Linked DNA regions of Mus musculus: all the other regions are linked to region 1. The links are chromatin contacts, called in public promoter capture Hi-C maps. All regions are on one chromosome and are shown on one strand. Each heading gives the region's core, a stretch centred on a gene start, on an enhancer-like site or on the middle of the called end of the contact. The rest is flanking DNA. Distances are from core to core; before and after follow the strand shown. Region 1 holds the start of Sema5b (sema domain, seven thrombospondin repeats (type 1 and type 1-like), transmembrane domain (TM) and short cytoplasmic domain, (semaphorin) 5B). Region 2 holds the start of Stxbp5l (syntaxin binding protein 5-like). Region 3 holds the start of Fbxo40 (F-box protein 40). Region 4 holds the start of Ildr1 (immunoglobulin-like domain containing receptor 1).

What was found. Promoter capture Hi-C pulls out the DNA fragments that hold promoters and counts their contacts. Capture Hi-C pulls out chosen DNA fragments and counts their contacts.
Region 2: a contact with region 1 is called in a promoter capture Hi-C map of liver, with 2.9 times the contacts expected there. The contact joins the promoter of Stxbp5l here to the promoter of Sema5b in region 1. A contact is called at or near these places in 1 of 39 promoter capture datasets (liver) and 1 of 9 other capture datasets (liver).
Region 3: a contact with region 1 is called in a promoter capture Hi-C map of pre-B cells, with 2.9 times the contacts expected there. The contact joins the promoter of Fbxo40 here to the promoter of Sema5b in region 1. A contact is called at or near these places in 7 of 39 promoter capture datasets (the 3T3-L1 cell line, 3T3-L1-derived adipocytes, the HPC-7 cell line and 3 more).
Region 4: a contact with region 1 is called in a promoter capture Hi-C map of stem cell-derived epiblast-like cells, with 4 times the contacts expected there. The contact joins the promoter of Ildr1 here to the promoter of Sema5b in region 1. A contact is called at or near these places in 3 of 39 promoter capture datasets (HPC-7-derived erythroid cells, embryonic stem cells and stem cell-derived epiblast-like cells).

What each region holds. Positions count from the first base shown.
Region 1 is chr16:35,537,872-35,543,564 of GRCm38.p6, reverse strand. Sema5b (sema domain, seven thrombospondin repeats (type 1 and type 1-like), transmembrane domain (TM) and short cytoplasmic domain, (semaphorin) 5B) reads right to left here and starts at 2,203. Exons shown (of 22, transcript NM_013661.2): 1 at 1,963-2,203.
Region 2 is chr16:37,381,922-37,387,614 of GRCm38.p6, reverse strand. It overlaps Stxbp5l (syntaxin binding protein 5-like), which reads left to right and starts at 2,657. Exons shown (of 28, transcript NM_172440.3): 1 at 2,657-2,805; 2 at 3,910-4,103. The coding sequence starts at 3,918.
Region 3 is chr16:36,987,160-36,992,852 of GRCm38.p6, reverse strand. It overlaps Fbxo40 (F-box protein 40), which reads left to right and starts at 2,386. Exons shown (of 4, transcript NM_001358217.1): 1 at 2,386-2,749.
Region 4 is chr16:36,690,660-36,696,352 of GRCm38.p6, reverse strand. Ildr1 (immunoglobulin-like domain containing receptor 1) reads right to left here and starts at 2,375. Exons shown (of 8, transcript NM_001285788.1): 1 at 2,139-2,375. The coding sequence starts at 2,193.

The DNA.
Region 1 (5,693 bases), core at 954-3,453:
GGGAGGCCTGCCATTCCTTTCTAAACTGGTGGCGATAGCTGGTGATAGGCAGAAAGGACTGACGGAAGGGGACACACACACACACACACACACCTGGTACACATACCTTTCTTGATTTGCCAGAGCCCAGGTGACCTTTACTCCTGGAGGATCCTCTCTAAAGCTCAGAAAGTCGAAGGTTCTTGTTGCTCACAGATCTCTCTCTCTCTCTCTCTCTCTCTCTCTCTCTCTCTCTCTCTCTCTCACACACACACACACACACACACACACACACACACACACACACACACACACCACTGTACTCTGGTTTTAACCCTTCTTTCCCCTGCACTGGGAAGAAGCTAGATTTGAGACAGGGTGTTTTCTTTCCAAGCCTCTTACTCTCACCCTCCCACACACCCTCGTACTGGTGAGGTCCCACTCTAAAGCTCGAATTCTCCTCTGCCCCTTCCTCAAGGTCGTGGGCTCCAGAAAGACAAGAAGCCACTTGTAAATGCCAAGAAAAAAAAACAAGGGGGGGTAAGGAAGACTGGAAAGGGGTGGACTAAAAGATGGGGGTGGGTAGGTAGGGAGGTTGAACAGAGCACCGCAGAATGAGGTCCAAGTCGGTACAGAATGCGGGTAGGCAATGGGAGAGCAGAGACGGGTGGAAGGAGATTGAATTTACAAAAGGGTGGAGAAAAGAGATCGGAGTTAGGGCCAGTGAAGGCAGGATCGTGTAGGTTCTAGACACAGTCAAACTTCCAATACCCCAGTCCTATTTGGCTGACCAAGAGCGCATGGCCCACTAAAGGTGGGCTGACCAGATGCGCTCTGTAGGCTCTTCTCCAATTATCAAAAGCCAGAAGAGGATCGCAGGCCTGGGGGCAAGGTCCCGAGGCCACCGCTCCAGATCCAAACTCAGCGCCTACTCATGTCTGGCGCAACGGGGCGAGACGACTCAGAACCGGGCCCCGGTAAAGCAACCAGAAGGGATGAGATCGGCGCTTCAGGTGGTCGTCTGGTTCTTTAAAGTTTGAGGCCCGCAACGGAGCCCACATCGTTCTGCCGATCCTCTTCACCTTCGCTTTTTCTCCGCGGGTCCTGCTGCTACTTCTGTCTCCGCTCCCGCCGGCTCGGGTCCCCGGATCCCCTTTCCTGTTCGCATCCCTCCTTGTGCCCAAGCGCAACCCCCCCCCCCATCCCTCCCTCCGCGCTGGATCTCCCGCACGACGTGAGCGGAAAGTGAATGGGCAGCCCCAATCACAAAGACAAATTACCATGAGAAAAATAAATCAGGAAATCGCCCCTTTAGTCCCAGGTTCCCGCCGCCGCACCCGCTTCACTGGCTGAGGCAGGAGCAAGGGGCCCCGGGCTGCTCCATCCAGGGCCTTAGAGGACACTGTGGGCTCCGAAGGGCCCAGTTAAGGCTGGAGTAGCCTAGGGGGTGGAGGGGTCTAGGAAGAATCAGGCGAGGGCCGGGTTGGTGGCGGCGGCATGGGGGACGTCCCTGCGCGGGAGATTTCACACTCTGGGCCGGCCACGCGTTCCCACGCGCCTCGCCGCCCGCACTCTTCCTCTGCCAGGTTTCCCCGCCCGCCCTCTGCTGAACCTCTGTCTCGGCCCAGTCTCCGTTCCTTTGCCCCCTCGCTCCCCCAGCCTTTCCCTGGTCAGTCCCCCTACTCCAGGCCCGCGATCTGGGTCTCCGCCGCGGCTGCAGCCTAGACGCGCTGATCGCAGCCCAGTGGAGCCAGAAGCCAGAGCGAGCGGGTGTCAGGAACGCAGCAGCTCCGGTGGCGCCCCAGCCGAGGTAGCCCCAGACAGCCCCGGGACCCGCGCTCCAGCCCCCTGAAGCCTCCCCAACGTGCCTCCAACTTACCAGCGCCCCCGGACTCCCACCCCTCTACCTATCCTAGTTGCTGAAGTTTGCAACTCACAGCCCCAGCTGGCGAGGGAAAAAGCTCCGGAAGCTCCCGGACTCACCTCCCGGCAGCACGCGCAGGTGCCGGGCTCCCCGCGGCCCTGGGCTCAGGGCGGTGCGGACCACAGCGACGAACCCGAGGGCTGGTGGCCGGTCTGGGAATGGGGCGGCCGAACAGCAAGGCTCCGGACTACGGGTTCAGCGCTCCGCCGCAGTCTCCGACTCCTGTCGGGCCCGGCTGCGCTCCGGCTGCTCCAACAGCCGCTGGATGCGCGGCCGACCGGCGGGGCTCGGCGGAGCTGGGCTCCAGCACCAACCCCCGCGCTCCAACTAGCTCCAGACCCCGCGCGCCGGAGCGAGCCGGGAGGAGGAGAGTGAGGGAGCAGGCGGTGGGGTGGGGGGGAGGCGTGGGGGAGGAGTTGGAAGCCAGAGGAGAGAAGGAGGGGAGCGGGGGAGAAAAGGAGGAGGGGGATGGAGAGGACCTGCGACTGCTGGCGCTTCACCCGCCAGCCCGGAGGAGAGCGGGAGAGCGCGAGGGGGCGCCCTGCATCCCGATTTCGCCCCCTAGCAGAACTCCGGCCCCTAGCTTGCGAGCTATGGGGATGGGTGGACAGAAGCTGCCTCTGTCCTAGGTCTCTAGCCTTTGCCATCTTTTGCTAGGTTTTACCTTACCGTTCTCTGCCATCCCCATCTCAAACCGACCCCAACTTGGAGCCTGAGAAAGCTCTCCCCCCAACACACACCCTGGGGTCCCCAATACCCCAGCCCCTTTAGCTGTGTAGAAACATTTTTCTGCCTGTGGATTTGAAATATGAATGAGAAAAGGACCGCGTACTAAACCCGGGAGATTGTAATCAACTCCAGCAACAGCGAGATGCTAAGCTGCTGGGCTGGACCGAAAAGCCAGAGCTGACCGGTTGCTAGTTAACCTCACAAGCTACAAGATCTTGGGTGAATCTCTCTAAGTCTCAGTTTCCTCGGCTGTAAATTGACGTTAGTGATGTGCACCCTACCGAACCTCGTATGAAGAACCAGCAGGGGATCCAGGGAGTGAAATGGCTTCAGGAACACTGGGAGGGTATCCAAAGAATGTTCAATCCTAGAGGAACGGAGTAATGTCCGCAGCAGAGGGACCCTTAGCGCAGCCACACCAAGCTAGGTGGGATTGTTTCCAAGTTAAGTGATCTAGTGTCGACAGAGAAAGTCGAGGAGCGCAAGCTTCAAATCCTAGATGCTAGGGCTACAAGCACGGATGGAAAGGGAGCCCTCTGCTGAACAGAAGAGGTACTTTAATTATAAAATAAGGTGAGCTAAGGAAGTGAAAAAGTGGGAAAGACAAAGGACCTGAACAATCAAAACAAGAGAAGTGTGCTTCTAAGAGAAAACCAGAGAAAACCGCCAAATAATGCTTTAGGGGAATAAAAACGCTAAGAGTCTCTCTGGAATGCTTTGGAGAATTAGAACCGATTCCAGGTGAAGCACTTCGTGTTACAAAATGAAACCTCGGAAAAATGCAGAAGGATGGAGATAGTGATGGAGGCGGTAGGAGTCCCAGGATGCAGGCAGTAGGAATCCCGGGATGCTTCCCTCCAGTACCTCCAGGGTAGTGGAACAGAAAGGGTGTGCTCTAAGGAAGCCCTTTATGAGGTGCTGTGAAAAGGGAAACAGTACCAGACCTCAGAGAGATAGTCTTTCTAGGGCAACAGAAAAATGCTGAAGCTCGTAATGTGCTGCATAAAGAAGAACTCACAAAGATAAAACCTATTCTGGACCCAAAGAGAGATGCAAAGATGGGGATGGGGAGAAAGCGTCGTCTGAGCACAGACACATCTAAGCCGGGGGTCAGCTCTGAAGAAGCAGTATGCGCTACACAGACCAAGAGATCTGGAGAGTAGAAGCCAGTTTCTAGAATCTCTGGACCTCTTCCATGCTATACACACTGGCCCAACCCTCCCCCACACTCCCAATCCCTAGAGGATTGTTTTTACCATGGCAAAGATACAAAGATGTGGAATATAAAACATCTTTTTTAAAGATTTCTTTTCATTCTATATGTTGGCTTGTGTGTCTGTGTGAGTGTATGCCATGTGTGTTCTGGTGCCCGTGGAGACAAGAAGAAGACATTGGATCCCCTGGATCTGCAGTTGTGAGTCCCCTGGTGTGGATGCCGGGAATCATACTGAGGTCCTCTGCAAGAACAGCAAGAGAACTGCTGAGCCATCTCTCCAAGCCCTAGAAGCACCGTTTGATTAAACCAAAACCATAATGTTCCATAAGCTGCACGAAGTGAGGGGAGGCTGTTTGGCTGGCTGGGAAAATAGGCAAATGCCTTCTGGATGATTCTGCGGGCCACCACTGTCTCTTGGAAAGCCTCCGTCCTTCACACCGTCTTCCCACCGCCTTTCCCACACCCCTTCCTGGCTTCCCCTCTCCTTATGAATGAGCCGGGGAGGGAGGTTGGCGCAGGAAGAGAAAAGGCGACACCCTTGTCTGGGGGAAACAGAAAAGGTGATCATCATCTTTAGGAGGAGCCAAGAAGGAGACACTCAGAGACACAGGCTGAGGAGCAAGCCTGCTCGCAACCCTGAGCTAATTAATCCTAATTGCATCCTACTGTGTTGTATTGATTACCAGTGATTACTCAAGGACTCTCAATACCAGAGAGCTCCAGAGGCTGGACACTAAGAAAGGGGACAGTTTCTTCCTGAGCCTGGCTCACCACCTGCTCCAGGCATACCCTGGTGCTTGGCCAACTTAGCCGGGAGAGAATCTTAGAATTATTGTACTTGGGACAAAATCCGAAGCGCTGGTTCCAGCAGCAGCAGCAGCTCCTGCCACTTTCTTAGACCTTTGCAATAACCTCTGCAATAATTACTCCTAGGAAGAGCCATCCTCCACCTATCTGAACACTGTTAATTAAGCTGAATGTAAATACAGTAATTAATACCAAATTATCGCAAACAAACAAGCCAAAGAGCAGTGAACGTAGCGGGTGACCAGAGTTCTTAGCATTCACCCTTGATGTAGAAATTCCCGAATTATCTAGAGCTGAGGTTCCAAGAGATTAAGAAGTATACATTTTCAGGTTCAAGGGTGGCAAAGCTGAGAGGACAAGGCTGTTCCCTTTCTCCCTTCCGAGTGACTCCCTCTGAAAACCGGTATAGTATAGCTTTTCCCAAGAGAGGCAGTGTGTGTGTGTGTGTGTGTGTGTGTGTGTGTGTGTGTGTGTGTGTGCAAATGCCTGTGCCTAGCCTCAGCACAAGCACAAATCTTGTCTAACAGCAAAAGGCAAACAACAGCCAGTTGTATACTGATAGGAGAAAGAAAATTGAAAACAAAAAAAGAAGCCATCACTTATAATGTCCAAATTGTTTCGCGGTCCCAGAATTGCCTGCTCGTTGTGTTGTGGGATGACAAGGAAGCAAATGCCCATCTCAGAAGTCACTGTCACTTTGTGAACCAAAAGCACACTCAGGTCAGAGGAACTGAAGTGTCACTAAATGACAGCCTGGCTATTGTCCTCAACTACCATGAGGGATCTTCCTTCCTTCCTTCCTTCCCTCTAAATGTGTCACTCACTATGTGAGGTGGAGAGGTCACAGGAAGACCCTCACAGGCAGTCAGTGAAGGGGGTAAACCCCAGTAAGCTCAAGAGAAACCCCAGGACAAGCGCCCCACGGGCACTTGGAGGGCCGATGCCCAGCTCTACCAGACAAGCTCAGGACTTCTTTCCTGAAAAGGGCTATTCTAACCGGGAATGAAAGATGGGGCAGGAATTTGCCAGACAGAAGTG
Region 2 (5,693 bases), core at 1,408-3,907, 1.8 Mb before region 1:
TAGCTTTGTTGATTTGATTATTAGATTTGTGATTTACTTATTTTGTTGCAAGTATCAAGCTCAGGCCACTTTTCTTTCATATAGCTCTTTATACTTGTCACATGGGCAGGAAGAAGCCAGGAGTGATCATTACTTAACCCAGCTCTAGCATTTTCTATATTGTTTATAGGCTATATTGTATCTTCTGATCTCATTCCCTTTCCCAAATGTTTATACAATAACACCCTGTTGCTTTTTAACTCAGGATGGAATGTGCATTCACAAATATTTCATTATGATTCATGTAGTAAGATTCTTTTTACTGTTTCCCAACATACAAGGTGCCTCCTGCCTTTTGTTATCTTATATTCAAGTTAACATATGCTGGATATTCACCATGTATAAGTTATTGTGCTACTGTAGAGAATTGCTAATATTTAAAATTATGCCAGAGAGTCCTAACTATAGTATTTCATTTTATTTTTAATTTTATGTGTGTGTTTATTTAGGAGAATGAAAGCACAGCCCTGCACAAGTTAGACAAATGTTTTACCACCGAGTCACCTTACCAGCTGTTTTAACTTTCTAATATTTATTGGAAACGTGTATATTTTGACACAACATTTCTTCTACTTTTCATACCTATTTGTCATCCCATCTGGACTGCTGTGTGTTTTATAGCTTTTTTTTTTAACTTAGCAGGTTGTTGAATTCCCTTCATGATCTTTGTTAACTTGTTTAATATGCTTTTCCTTTATCAGTTCTGGTTTTTTTTTTTTTTCATAGAATACATTTGTGATAGTATGATGCTTGTGATGAGTGACCTAAGTTTTGTTTGTAAACATTTTATGTCTCTTTGCTGAACTGGAATATCTTCTTCCTTCACTTTTACCAAAAGGCCAGACCTCCACATGCTGTGGGCTTGTTTTCATATTGACCCTTAAGTAGGTAGGTCAAATTTTGCTGAAGCAAAGAAAGCATTCTAAATCCATCACTCTATTTAATAATGGTTAACTCACCAAATCGCCTCCTTTCAAAGAAAAGCTAGACGTAAAAAGAGGAAGAAAATCTTTTAGCTCTCATTAACTCCGATGTTTGGAAATGAACAATGGGCCAGAAAGGAAAAAAAAAAAAAAAAAAAAGGCAACAGGAGACAGCAAAAGACAGGTATTGTTAGGTATCTGATATAGGATTTAGAAGCACTTCAAGATCCAGTTTATAACACATATGAAATTTGTTTCCATACTTATTTTTCACTCCTCCCAAGCATGATAAGTTAGATATCATCTCATAAATCTTTATCTTATAGCCAGTAACTAATCCATTGTCTAAAGCCCTTTGAATGCTCTTTCTAAGAGAAATACTGTGCCAGGTACTAAATTAACTAGAAGCACAAAGTTCTACTCCTTAATGGTTATTAAGAAAATCACTATCTGGGTTTGACCGTGAAAGTGTGAGAGGGTTACAAAAAGAAGTGCTGCAAGTGTTAAGGAGTAGAACATTCAAAATGAGAATGTGAATACCGAGCTGAGTTTCCGAAAATCTGAGCGCGATTTGATCGCCATGGTTTCTTTGCTATTTGCCTGAGTAATTCATAAGGCATTCAAGTCTTCCCTTTCTCCCCTCTCATCTCTGACAGAGAAAGGGATGGGTCTGGAAGTGGTGTTTCATACCTAAGATGTAGGACAGTAAATATTTGGGACGATTTCTAATGATCCCTGTTGCTTAGATTAAAGTGTACAGTTAGTTATGGACCTTGAGCCTTTTACCAAAAGCCAGTCAGGGCTCAGAACTACATCACCTTCTTCACAATGGTGCGATGTTTCTTTTTCCTGTATGGAATAGAGTATTTTCCAAAATGATTCAAATGAGAAAAAAGCTTAAGATGCATCTTGTCATGATTTGAGAGAAATGTTTCCTCAAAAATTTAATTTGTCTATGTGGAGAAGGGGAACGCTGGTCTATTTCCATAGGCTGTATAAAGTAGGCAAATCATTTCCTTAAGATTTGGAAGCCAACATTTCCACCGAAAACCAATTCATTTTGGTACAGATGACTTAATGGAGAGAACTAACAGTTTGTAGGGATTATTTACAAATCTACGTTCAACGCATATAGCAGGGCAGCGAGATCGTCTATTAGATGCACCTGGCCCTGGTGAGCAGAAATAGATTCAAGGGGTGCTGGGGGGTGGGGGAAGGCTGCAAAATAAGCCCGGTCCAAAAGCCGGGTCCACAATACAGTCCAGAGCACGACCTAAGGTAACCCTTTCTGCAGCCTGGGACTCCCGGAGCGCAAGTTCTCAAGCTTGCAAGCATTCTATTGATTCACACTTGCGTCCTTCAACAGGTAGCACCAATTACAGCCCCCAAAGCACGGCGCCAAGGCATACTGGCTAGTATGGCTGTCAATCAAATACATCACCTACTTTCCTAAATGATCCCCTCCTCCTGTCACTGGCTTTTTCTCTGACCTATCCCCAAACTTCTTTCCTGCCTGGAATCCCTAAGACTTAGGTCAGTGGAGCTTGTGATTGGCGAGAGGATGTCCCGCCCCCCTGGTGCCCAGAGTGCCCCGCCCCCGGCGCGAGAGTCTGGGAGGGAGGAGGGTGCGGGCCGACTGGGGCGGGGCCTACCTCCCACGGCGGGGGCGGAGCCTGAGACAGACCCGCCCGCTCGGTTAGGACCTCGGAGAGCGCCAGGCACCAGGACCAGAGGGACCCGAGAAGCGGCCGGATCCGGGCTGGACCTTCGCCCGCCTGTGAGCCTGCAGCCTCCGCGCCCTCCGCCTCACGGGCTGGCCGGCGGCTAGTGGCGTCTGAGGAAGGTGCTAAGTCTGGGGTCCCCAGGGACACCCGTGCTGTCCCATCGCGGCTTGCCCTCACACCTGTGCGCACGCCTGTGTGTGTGTGTGTGTGTGTGTGTGTGTGTGTGTGTGTGTGTGTGTGTGTGTGCCTGTGCAAGAGGGAGAGCGCGCCCGCGCAGCTGTCTGAGGTGCGTGTGGCTTCCCGGCTGTCTGTGAGGGCTCCAGGGCTCGTAGCCCGCGGTGGTAGCCTCAGCGCCCTGCTTGGCTGGGAGGGAGCGAGAGAGCCAGCTCTGCGCGCCCCGCAGGCTGAGGCGGGACTCGGGCCGCAGGCGTCACCGCCTCACATCCCCCGGAGAGCCGCTGCTGTGCAGAGGGGGAGCCGGGCGGGGAGGGGACACGGGAGACCAGAGGCGGGAGAGGGGCAGAAGAGAGGAGCTGGGGACAGGTGGAGGCAGGCGGTCCCCGCTCGCCCCTCCCGTCGGCTGTGGCCGTGAGTCACCGCAGATGTTTTGGGGTCTAGGTTTTTGGGTATATGGGATGGAAAAAAGCCATTTTTTTTCCTGTCCCCTAGTTTCTATTGAGAAAAAGGAAGCTTTGAAGATGATGGGATTGTGTGGGGGGGAGCCCCAAACATGGTGGAAGAGTAAATACTGGTTCCCCTACAACATCGTTTTTTCCGATAATAAAAATTTATGAGTTGACCCTGAAGAAGGAAAGCCCCCCTTTCAGAACAGTCCATAGGGTCTTGGTCTGTTGGGCTCTGGTTTGATTGTATAATAATGATGATATAATGCTAATGACGATGATGACACGGCCTTTTATTTTTACCCCAGTGCTGATAAAGCATAGCTACAGCTGGGGATAAAGCCCTTGAAAATCTGAATGTGCGAAGGAAGGAATACTGTTGCTCTTGGAGTTGTGTTCTCTTTATCTTATAAAGATATCCCTTTTAAAGTTAAAATTTGAGGACATGAAGCCCGAACCCCTCTTCCCCGTCGATTACATCCAATGCTCATAAAATGGGGACTAGCTACTCCTGCCTTGACTAATGAAAAGATAGAGGCTTTTGCCCCGTAAAATTCCATGTTTGTGACCACTTCTCTTTTCCTTTTAATTTTTCGACAGTGTTTAAAATGAAGAAGTTTAATTTCCGAAAAGTTTTGGATGGCTTAACTGCCTCTTCCCCTGGCAGTGGTAGCAGCAGTGGCAGTAACAGTGGTGGGGCTGGAAGTGGCTCTGTCCATCCAGGAGGGACTGCAGGGCTTCCGAGAGAGGAAATTCAGGAAAGCCTGACTTCAGACTATTTCCAGATTTGCAAGGTAAGTTTTGAATTGGCTTTAGGGCCTGTTATATTTCTACTTTACTGTTGTGAAGAAACAAGGAGACACACACACACACACACATACATTTGCAGGGCTGGAAATTGTTGAGACGTCAGTATCAAAGAGCCTAGTACTAAGTTGATTTGAATGAATAAAAACACTTTAGATATTAACTTTGGCATCGGTTTATAAGCAACAATGGTATTTTAAAGAGAAGGAAAAGACACACAAAAAGTAGTATTTCCAAGGTGTTAAAGCCAAATAAGTGGACAAAATACGTTTGTGTATACGTACTAAACTGAAGGAGAAATGACAGCCATTTGGCTTCCTGGGTTTTCATTCTGAGAAACTGTTATTCCTTTTCTCTGTCTAGTTGTAAAATGAATAAGGCTCTCAACATGTTGCTAGAATTAAGTAGATAATAGATTAATGTGCCCAGTGACAGTGTTCTAAAATTCTAGATATTAGAAAAAAAGGGATCTTAGACCCTTGATAAGCATACAAATCCTATGGGCTCAATTCTTGTGAGAACTCAGAATTCCCAGAAAAGCAAAGCAACGTGTTCTGATTCAGAGGAAAACATTTAGGCCATTATACTTTGATTTTGAGCTTCCAATGAACAAGCAGAATTTTGGACAGGGAAAGAAGATGAGAAATAGTAAAAAAAAAAAAATGTAACATTGCTATATAAAGATATTATAGTATTACTTTATGAGATGGTATATTTTCTTCATTGCTCTTTTTGGGTGTTACCTTTCAGTGTAATTTTGATATGACTTATATGAGAAAAAAAACCACCTTTAAGTCATTTGTATGATATAAATGAATATAGTTTTATAAATGTGATTGAATACATAATATAAATACATAATAAGAAAAATCAGGTTAAGTTTCAGTCATTGTCTCAGCTCTTCCTAGAAAGTTTATTATAAAAACATCAAATCTATAGTTATTAGTTTACTTAAGGCCCAAGTTTATTTAGAATTAAATAGATTTAATCAATTGTGTGAAATTTGAATACAATATGAAGTAATAGATATTATATCAGTTAAGGAAGAACTTAATAGCGGTTCTGAAACAAATATGTGAAAGAGCCCTGGAAGCCAAATTTGAATTGCTACACAGGAGAATCATGTCTTGATTATTTATTTCTATTTCCTTTCCCATATTCTGAAAAAAAATCCTAATACCCTCAAGTAATGAACGTGATAGTGATGCAGGAGAATTTTATTTCAGATAAAATTAGTATAGAGCAGGTAGACTCAAACCAGATGGATGATGAACAGTAGAGGCTGTAAAGCAAGTAGAGAAATTTTTAAATGAAATAAATTCAGAGGTATGTATGTGTAAATGCTGGAAATAAAGTGCAGCACACGGTTACCTCCAAGTTTCTTAAGAAAAGAGTGGTCATGACAAGTGGCAGAAGTTAAGTATGGTCTATGTCTGATACATATGGCATGGTAGGAAGGACAATGGCCTATGAATAAGTTTTTTTTTTTAAACATTTTAAGCCCTGCCATTTGCCAGCCATATTATCACGGGCAAGATATGTTTTTCTTCTTGGAACCTTGTTTCCTGCATTTGCAG
Region 3 (5,693 bases), core at 1,137-3,636, 1.4 Mb before region 1:
TTCAGGAAAACTGGAGTTTGCTTCGAAATGAATGGAAACAAAAGCACATGCCCCTCTAGGGCCTGCAGCTTCCCTGTGTCAGCTCTCAGTGGGAAGTGATCCATCGCTACAGATACCTGCAGACAGGAAGGAAGGCACTGCATCGCAATGCCTGCCAAGTGGAATATCAAGGGGAAATATGAGCTCAGATAGAGATGGAACAGTATAGAACATGATTAAGAAAGATGATCACCTCACAAGATATACAGTTCTGAGCTTGTACACAGTTATTAGCATCTACCCAATCTAAATGAAGCAAATGCTAACACAAGTGTGGAAACACTTGAACTATTTATTGTAAAATCACAATACAAAATCATCACGCAGCAGTCCATAGTTAAGAGGCAATTTTATAGGAATGGAAAACATTTAGCCACAAAATTAATGAGCTTGATGTAATGGAGGGATGCCAGTTTCCAGATCCATCTTTAAAGAATGTACGTTCTTGGGGATGGGGATGGAGCTCAGCTGGTGTCTGCCTGTCATGTACAGAGCACTTGAGTGCCGTACCAGACTGAGCACAGTGGCACACATGTGCAAGCCGAGAAGTTCTAGATCATCATCAGCCAGCCTGGGTTATATAAAACCACAGTTCAGAGCAGGACCCACACCCTAGAGTAGTAGGGAAACACAAACTAGACATGATGTGGGTTTCCAAAAGAAAAGGGAAATTCACACTTGGGTGGGTAGAGAGGTGAGGGCAAAAGAGGGTAGACATGGGAGGAAGAGGCAGGAGAAGAGCAAATGTGATCAAAATACACCGTACGAATTCTCAAAGAGTTAAAATATCACACACACACACACACACACACACACACTCACACACACACACACACACACACACACTCTTTCCAAGCACATGCTAAAGCATAACAGGATTAACTAAATGGATGCCACATCAGATAGCCAGCCCTCCTTCCTCATAGACAGCAAAGTTTAAACAAACCATCACTTGCTCCTCCACTTAGAAATGAAAATCAATTGAGGACAAGCTGGGGATGGTAATGCAGTTCTTGGCCGCTGAGGGCCAGGGCCTGGGTTCAGACCCCAGCATCACACATGGAGAAACAATCAAGGAAGAAACTCTCATTTGAATAAATAAGAAATAAACCCTTTCCTCTCCAAGTTGCTTTTGGTCATGGTGTTCCATCATGGCAATAGTAACAAAGCTATGCACCAGACCAAATGAGGCTTAGCCAAAAATGGAAGTTTGGTTCAATACAGAAACACCAATCAATGCAATACAAGAGCTACAGAGAGACCATCTGGTAAAAGTCCGCAGCCTTTCATGATGAGAACAGACACTAAACTAGACACTAACTACTAATTCCCTGCCTCCACCTGCCAAAAGCTGCCTGAGAGATTCACAGGGTACTTGTATTCATTCACTAAAAACTCCACAGGTGACTTATCAACTTACCAATGAAGGAGGGGCTGTCCAGGACAAGTCAGGACAGCCCCTGTTGCTGCCCCTGTTCAACACAGTGCAGGACATTCCAGGCCAGGCACAGGGGGAAGGAAGAAAAGAAAAGGCAGCCAGTCTGGAAAGGAAGTGACTGAGACATCATCTACAACCTAAGGAATCTGCAAGAAAACTTTGTTACAAAGACAGTGAAGTGCTGCAACACAAGATGGATACAATGTTATCATTTCTATTGTCTGGCTTTTCACCCAGATGAGCTTGCCCACATAAACAAATGTGCATGAGAGAACGGGGTGGAGGGAATTTCAGAGACGGCTTGCTCATCACAGCAGAACATATAAACTCATCTCTTTACTCTGAAGATCCACCCACATTCAAAAGGGAGCCACACTGAGCAGTTTGATGCACTAGATAATATTCACGTTATTTTTTTTTTCAAAGAAGAGGTTGAAAGAACTATCTTGAAAAGGATCCGACGAAGAATCCCAGACTTTGAGAAGTCTTTCTTCTAGCTCTGAGCCTTGTGGTGATGGATGTAATAGTTCACCTTCCCTGATCCTGTGTCTTTTCACATGTAAAAAGGAACTTGTACTAAATGATAGCCAAGCCTCCTACCACTTCTACTTCTGTTCCTTGGACTTGCTAACTGACTGTTTCTGAATGACAAACTCTCCCTTTCTCTGCCACCTGGGAAAGGCCAGGGCCAGAGGAAAGCAGATGCTAACCTGTCCTGAGAAGAAACGGGAGAAGCAGAAGCATGGAACTGTGTCCCTTGCACAACTTGCTACTTCAGCCAGTGAGGGGCTTGGGTGGAACACAGGGTTATAATTAGAGCAAGAGGCCAGCTGCTTCTCCCCCAGCTCCTGGACACAGCTGGACCTGCCCACGGCACACACAGGACTCAGGCTGTGTTGGCCTTGCTCTGACCCTTCTTGCAAAGGCTTTCCTCCCTCCTCTGTGAAACAAAGTCCGGGGTTGCTCTAAGCGCTACTTTCCCATGGGCTCTCCTCTGCCCCTCCAGCACTTAGACATTGAGTGTTGATAACCTACAGAGACGAAAGAGGTCGTAAGCTGAGCCCGGTCACATTGCCCTGTGATATAGTTTTATTTTTAACTTTGAAACGCTTGAACTATGTCAGTTGGCGTTTTCTCCCTTTCGCTTGCCTTTCCAACAGAACTTGGGTGCTCTGCTGCAGCGGAAGCACCGGCACCCACCTCCTCCAGACCTGCTTGATCAACGGCAAAGGGCTGGTAGCTGCGGATGCTGAGCCAGCTTGTACCGTTTAGGTAAGATTTTTTCAAACACCGGCAGGTGTGACCCAGGTTATTTAGATGATAAATGGGTGGACCGGACCGAGGCTTACTGTGCATTTCCTTTGTACCGTGGAAGGTAGGTTATTAAACTTTGTTACATGTGGGTGATGGGGGAAAGGTTGGTAATGGAAAGCCCTGGCCATGTGTAAGGTGTTTTGGATTTTAAATCCTACAGCAGTTTGCAATGTCAGCAGCCTTCTGCCGGTTTAGGTTTTCTACTACAGTCAACCAGAGCGATTCAGTGCTACCTTAGTCACACAGTGGTGACAGGGGAGGGCAGTGTGTGGTAAGGGAAAAAGTAGACACCCAGGGTTAGTCCAAACGCTGCAATGCTGTTCTCCAACCACCTCTGTGGCTTTAATTGCAAGTCATGGTCACAAGGCTTAAATTCCATCTACTGAGCCACATCGCGGTCTAATGTACCACAGCGGTACTTCAACAGCACTGGCTGCTCAAACTCTGCCTGCAACCTGAAACTCAGTTTTGCCTAACAAAACTGCTTCAGGGCAATTCCTTCCCGCCCATTTCTCTTGGGGGTGTGTGGGGGGGGGGCGGGGGGAAGCAGCCATGAAAGTGAAAACTGAAAATCATACACAGACTTAGGCACCCGAACTCAAAACTGTGACCAGCTTGAGGCGAGTACACCCAGAGCAGCAGAAGTGAAGTGATGAAAGATATTCATGGTTTTAAAAGCTTAAGAGGCAGATGGACTACTCCTAGCTCCTGGAATATCTGCATCTCAGCCTTCCTAATGCTGTGACCCTTTAACACAGTTCCTCATGTTGTGGTGACCCCCCCCCCCCATAAAATTATTTCATTGCTACTTTGTAACTGTAATTTTGCTACTGTTGTGAACCATAATGTAAATACCTGATATGCAGAATATCCTTTATGTGACCCCCCACACTCCACCAGTTAAGAACCTCTGCTATATATTGTTATGTGCATGAAAAACGTTAGCAACAGTAATGGGCCCTGTTTATTTCCTTATGTTTCTCTAGTTTAGAGTTCAGCTGAGGTCATCCTGGGAAGTGGCCCACACGGAAAGGGATCTGTGGTGTTCGGGTTCGAGCCATCAATGCTGAGTCAAACTACTCAGATGCCTAACTTCTAGCTCCCTCTTGTAGCCCACTATAACCTCCAATGTACAGGAGTAACCCCGAATCTGTCTATACAGGAGTCTATGTTACTTTCCTACCTATTTGTTTAGGCACAGTCAGTTCCCTGTGGCATTTAATTTTTCCAGGGTTTCCATGGCAATGAATCAGAAATGTACGGTGGGCTGCTATCTTTATGAGACTTGGGTATGTTAGCTTAGAAGTCATCACGGGGACAACAGTTGCCCGTCACCCCAGTTAAATACTTTATGAGCCAGCACCACAGAGGGTTATAGCATTGATATCAATGTATAAGTATGGACAATGAGAATCAAAGCTGGTAAGTAAAAAGATTTAAAGACAGAGTGACTTCTAGATGTGAGGTCTGCAGATTGTAAAGCTGACTGGACCCGGGGAAGCACAGTTATGTAGGGCATGGGGAGGTTGCTGGTATCACAGCCCGGAAGCCCGTGAACCATATGTGTGATTTATCCTCAGATGTCTAGGTGAGGTAAAATCTCAGGGAGTAGAGAGATGAATTTAATGGTTAACTTTATACATTTTCTTTCTCTAGAGTCAAATGTCTTCATAGCAGGGAAGTGGGTGAACAATGAATAACTAAATGACTAGGTGGAGGGTGAGAGAATTAGGAGTTTAAAAATACCTTTGCCCTTTGCCCTCTAATCTTGGCCCTCTAACCTTGCCACTTTCACTGAAGCTGAACAGAAATCAATCATTATTGTGAGGGCTGGCCACATGGGGAGTCAGAATAGTTGCACACCACATGAAGGGCACTGAAAGGGCCATCTGCTTAAAAATATCTCCCTGACATCAAACCTGTTTGTCACTAACTTTAAAACCAGAGTAAACCCTGTTAAAATGATCTGTTAATCTCATTCTTTCTTACTTGATTTAACTACACCTACTATGTGTTATGACCCAATGACACTTCCTAACCGTCTCCTCTAACCTCCCAGACTCTGTCCCCTTGGTACTATCTAAGCTCTTAGCATACCTTTGGCCACCTCCACTAGCTGTGTAGTAGTTGGGTGGTGCTGCCATTTCTATAGACTAGCATCTGGGAACAGTGGAAACATAGCCTGAGACTACAAGCAGAGAGTGTTAGAGTGCACACAAGACATGGTCCTCCTTGGAGTCTCAGGTTTGCCTTGGAAAATTGGAGATGTAAAACTTGGACTGTCAGTACTGCCTGGGGAAATTCCAGACTTCCCCCCAGTCCACTGAACTCTACTATAAAGACTGCTTCCGCAAATGGCATGTGGACTGAAGTTGAAGAAATCCTGGAAGAAATCTGGTTTTCTGCCTCTCAGACACCTCTGAACAGCAGAACAGCTGCAGCTGTCCTGAAGAGCAAGTCCTGGTGACTGCTCTGACAGGGCTCAGTGTGTGTTCCCAGTCAGACCCACGCAAGTGGCTCCCACTCAGTGCAGGCTTCCTTTACCTAAGGGGCTGAACAGCTTTCCTCTCCTGCTTCCTCTCTCTCATTAATTAACAGGAGAACCTGTTAATTAATTAAGGAGAACTGATAGCCACCACTTTTCTAAAACAGTACAATCTCTAACTACATTTTAAATATTTGTTTTTAATTTTTTTTATTCTTTATATATTTTTGTATAGTTGAAGGTTCTATGCTAGGGACACTTACTCTCCAGTTCCTATTCTAGTATATTCCTTGAGACATATTTATACCCTCCATTAATATTCTGGTCAGAGGTCTTTCTACCGTCTGGGTATACCTGCCAGTTGTGGCATTTGCTCAAAGCTGCTAATCTAAATGCTCACTGTTCCTAGTGGCAAAA
Region 4 (5,693 bases), core at 1,126-3,625, 1.2 Mb before region 1:
TTAAAGAGTTCAGTAAATTACCAGAGTCACACAGACATCTATTATACAAACTCAAAAAAGCATCATCTAGAGCAGCAGTTCTCCACCTTCCTAATGCTGCGACCCTTCAATACAGTTCCTCATGTTGTGCGGACCCCCAACCATAAAATTATTTCGTTGCTACTTCATAACTATAATTTTGCTACTGTTATGAATCATAATATGAATATCAGTGTTTTTGATGGTCTTAGGCGACCCCTGTGAAAGGGTCATTTGATCGCCAAGAGAGTCTCAACCCACAGGCTGAGAATCACTGGTCCATAGAGCAGATGCAGTATTACTGATGGCACGCCACATAGTCAGGGACAATATCTGTCAAAGTAGCTATTTCCCCTCAGAGTGCCGGGGTCTCAGTTTCTCATCTGTGAAATGAAAGTGAACCTGGATAATCATTGTAGACTTCACTTTCCACACTCTGGTAAAACACCGACCAACTTCCACTTAGGGAAGACCAGGCTAGCACCACACCCTGTAATATTGTCGTGTCTCAAGGGCCTAGCGACTAACATCATGTGGCTGGCTCAGAGACTTGGAGCCATGCTTTTTACAGTTAGTGTGTTGGATACTCTAGTATATATTTGGCTATAGTGGCTGTATTTTTTTAATGCCCATTGAAAATGTTCAAACAAACAAAAACAAAAAAACTGGGCAGTTTAAAATATTTAGGGCACCAGGGTTTATACCCTGACAGGTTCTTCATCTGCAGGCATTCTTGTTCTGTCTAGAAGACTGACTGCTCCATCAGAAGACCCAGGTTGGGAAACATGATGTCAGGGGCTGATGGAAGCAGACCTCTATTTTCCTAAGGCAGCTCAAACAGGAATTTTGTCCCCAGCTGCCACAGACTTGGAGAAGAAAAATTCAACATACTGGAGAAAAGACTGTAGATAACTCCAGAATTCTTACAAATTTGCACTTAGGGTCTAAGTTGGTTAACTATTCTGGTGGTGTTTGAGTACCTAAAGCCTAACGAGGCTACACATGCTTCCTGTCCACTGTGTACGTTCAGCATCTAGTTGTTAGCTTTAGACATCTTATAAAGCCTCCGTCTGGCCAAACAAGTTGAAAGCCAGCCTGCCACAGGAATGCTGCCTTTTCTCGGTTCCCTACCCTTTTGCAACCCTCCCTCCTTTTATTCCCAACATTAAGCTCTGGTAGACTCTAGTTTCCGTGAGATTTGATTACATCTGAGCAACTCTCTAGCTCATAGAAAGGGCATTCTGCCTCCATTTTCATATTACATCTGCCTGGACGAACCATTGAAGCTTCCAATTGGTCGGCGAGCAAACTGATATTCCCAAAGGGGAGCAAGTGGGAAGTGAGTCGGAATAAAACTGGGTGGACCGTCCAAAGGAAATGAAAATTCTTGTTTGCAGAGTCACAGCTACAGGCTAATGTGAACAGAGCCCAGAGAGCCTTCCCTTCTCTCTCCTTTCCTATTCGGCCTCACTCACAGACAAGACCTTTTGCCCTGTTTCCAAGAGGTACCTTAAGACATTCAGATTCTGAGTGAGACCCTTAGTGTGGAGGTAGAAAGAAAGGTGCAGGGCAGCCGGACGGGCTGATAAAGAGGAGGTGGACGCAAAAAGGAGGAAAATATCAAATGACAGGTACTAGCGGATGGCCTGTAAGAGACTCAAATTTATGCCCAACACTCCTTCATACACTACCGACGCAATCTAACTTGTCAGGAAAGAATAAATGTACTCTGGGCCAAAATGGTTGTCGTCGCATCTACACTCTGAAAGCAAGTTTGACACGGGGTAAAGGACAGGGAAAGGGGTATTAAGAAGTTGAAGAATGGTGATTTCGCCTGTATAGATTCGGTTTTAGGCATCAAGCATCTAACAACACCTGTTGGGGCGTAAATCCAAAGGCTGGGGTTTCTTTTTGATTGCATGTTTCCGAAGGCCCTGGGCTAATAAAGGAAGAAAACAACAGGTTCCCACTGGCCGACTCTCGATCCGGCCCCTGCACCTCCCGGTGCCAGGAGCTACCCAAGTGCACCGCCCCGCGGGTGGCCGGCTCTGCAGGGCCAGGCAAATGGCTTCCTGTCTCGTGTGGCCCCGGATGGGACTCCCCCTTTTTTCAGGGCTCACCTGCTGGGAGCCAGGTGAAGAGGAGCAGGCCAGCAGCGAGCAATCCGCAGCCCATGCTGGCCCCCTCGCTGGCTACAGAGGCTCAAGGGCCCCGGAGAGGCGAGTCTTTCTTCATCAGCCGCCGGCCAGGACACGCATCTCCGAGGAGCCCGTAGGTCGAACTATGCGACGGGAGCGTCCCCTCTGGCCCCCACAGGTACGGCCCAGCCCACCGGTACCTGAGGCTCTCTGAGCTCCGCCCCAGCCCAGGGCTGTCTCGGTTTCCTGCTCCGCCCCGGCTTGGGGACCGCAAGCCTCCGCCCTACCTGTCACAGGCTGCCAGGTGACCCATCTCCGCAGGAAACAGAGCCTCTAGCCGTCTCCGTCTGCGCGCGCGGAGGAACTTGTCACTGGCTCCCCTAATTTCTAAGTCACCCTCACCCCTTGCAATTCTTTCCTGGTTCTAGAATTACGTGGCTGCAACTTCTTAGGGAGTAGTATTTCTCGTTGATGCACCTCTCTGTCTCTCTGTCTCTCTCTGTCTCTCTGTCTCTCTCTCCCTCCCCCTCTGTCTCTCTCTCTCTCTCTCTCCCCCTCCCTTTCACACACACACACACACACACACACACACACACACACACACACACACACTGAAAATACACTTCTGTACACTTCTGATGTTTATACCTAATGTCTTCTTGTCTTTCTTTATTCAAACTAAAGATTCTAAAAAGTAGAGCAGGAACCAGAGACCGCAAATTTATTTTTCCACGCTTATAAAATGAACACATGCTCACAGGAAAATAGGGAAAGTGTAATGGAGAAAGAAAGACCCTCTCTCACTGTACATAGATTCGGTTAGTGGTGATGTATTTTTTCCTTAGGTTTTCCACCCATCTTTCCTCGTAGCTCAGCAACCATGCACAGATCTCAGATAGCTCAAGACCAAGGTTTAGACCTTTGACCCAGTGAGGACAACTAGTTCTCTTAGCCACCATACCCAGTCTTTAGTGTTCCTTGGCAGGAAGTGAGTAGGGCCATGGGAATTTATAACTACTAAAAGAAAGGGGAGAAAGGCAAAGTGGCCTTATCAAACCAATCAAGACATTAACTTGGAAAGTCACGCATATTCTGGGCAATGTAAATAGATAGCAAGGCAGTTTACACACTCTTTCCTTATAGGGATTTTCATTGTCTGCTATATTCTCCTGTAAGAAGATTGTTCCTCCTTTCACCTCTCCCACCTCCAGCCTCCCCTGCCCATCACCTGCTTCAAGAATAGCATTATAAAGTGCTATTAAACAGAGCTCAGGAGGCCTCCACCCTGGTCACTGAACAGGATGCAGCTATTATTTCTCAAGAGCACCTACCTCTCTTGTCTTGCTAGGCTTTCAAGGACACTCTCTTCACTGTTGCTGCTAGTGTTCTCTATCCCCTTCCTAGCCAATGAAGCAGGCTTGTCCTAGATCTGTAGAAACACACACACACACACACACACACACACACACACACACACACACACACACACGCTTCTGGGTTAGTCCTCTGGTCCCCTCAATGGGCCTCTTCACTTTAAATATTTTTCCTATAGTCTCTTTACTTCCAGAAAATAGGAAGTAAATTCAGGAAGTATGTGGCCAAAGGCAGGTTATGAAGAGTGTGTAGGAGCCACTCTGGCTCTTTCAGGGTAGAAAACATCATGGCAGCAGGAGGAGGCATTACTTTGCAGGGTGTGTGGGGGGGGGTGTGGGGGTCTTGTTCCATACTCTCCAGAGACCCTGCATATGTTCCTAGGAACACTAGTCATGTCAGATGTCTGTGACAGGAAGGGATTTAGGGATTGTGTGGCTTCTGGGTTTTGGCACTGTCCTCAGTAATTTTCAACCCCAGTCTAAAGTACTCTAGTTCTCCTCTTAGCTCACCTACCTCCTAAACCTCTCAGGCCTTACTTTGGTAGAAGGACATTTTAGTGCTCATCTAAGCAAGCATTTCTCCATTTTCTTTCCTCAGGGTTTAACAGATAGTAATAAGTGGGAGTGGGGCTGACTGAGCTGTGGCCTCACGACCGAGGTCTGAGCTGTGAGCTCATCAGTTATAAGCATCATCTTGAAACTTTGTTCATAAAGCATTCTGAAATCTGTGTGCTTCCCGGACACTGTGCATATCCTTCCATATTTAACACTGCAGCACTTATTTTTAAATACATTTATTAAGAATGCCAACTGTCTGATCCACATTTAAAAACAGGATAATATAAATAAAATCACTGGATGTTTAGGGCTAAATACTAACATATAGACTGTGCCTTCTACATTTTTTTTTTTGTATAGCTAGACCTAGCATAAATACCTGCCAGAAAGATAGTACTTAACAAATATTTGCTTAGTTCTATCATTAGGTCCTACAGAAACTGACAGCTGATCTGGGATTAAATGAATAAAACATTGCCAGACTCACCAATCAGAGACATCAGAATGTACAGAATTCATGGCACGAGGAAATGGCTGAGCTGAACTACACAGACTTCGGTTTTGCTAGGCTACTGTGTTAGAAAACCAGTCAGGTTGCATAAAGGGCTTTGTTTGAGCAGCTAAAGAACCACAGCTTTATACAGCAGACAATGAGCACAGTGTCTGAAGTTGGGTGAGGCATGAGCAGGAGAAAACTGTAGAAAGAGAAACTTGGCAGTCACAAGAAGAACGGCAGGTAGGCAGGAGAGAGCCACCTACAGTAAGGGGGCAGGTTAGGAAACTGTTACTGTAGTTAAAGATGGGAAACCCTGATGGGGACACCAAGGGCTCAAACCAACCATGGGTCTTCAAATTGTAGGTGAGGGAATGCTTCGGCAGGTACAAGAACGTAGAACTGTTGAGGTCCATCAGCATAGATGCCAAGAAAAGAGTACAGGTTTCTGCCAGGAACTCTGAGTAGGTAGTGACATATTTAAAGACAACAGACATACTGAAAGAATAACAAGGTTTTAATTATTCAGATACACTGCCCTAAAAGTCCTTTGGGTTCCTTCATTAAGTGGAATTATCTGAATGAGGTTGGTATGGAGTTCTTAGTCAGTAGCAGGGTTGAGGTACCTAATTACTGGATGTAACAAGGTCAAAAGGCAGTGTGGTCCAGTAAAGGAAATTTTAGAACAAGCATGTGAACTATTTTCACTCCTATTTAGCATCATACTGGACAGCTGCACAACAAGAAAGAGTTAAAAACCCTGAAAGTGAAGAATGAAAGTGTTAGTTAGAGTTTCAGGATTATCCATATAGAAGAACAAAAAGAATCAGTGTGTGTATGCATATATATGCACATATATACATTTACATACACACACACAACTCTCTCTGTCTATATGTATATACATATACTATACATCATATACACATACACACACACATATATATACATATATATGTATATATATATATATATATATATATTGTTCTTTTTGAGACAGGGTTTCTCTCTGTAGGCCTGACTGTCCTGGAACTTGCTATGTAGACCAGGCTGGCCTCAAACTCAGCAACTCAGAGACCTGCCTGACTTTGTCTCCCAAGTGCTAGAATCAGA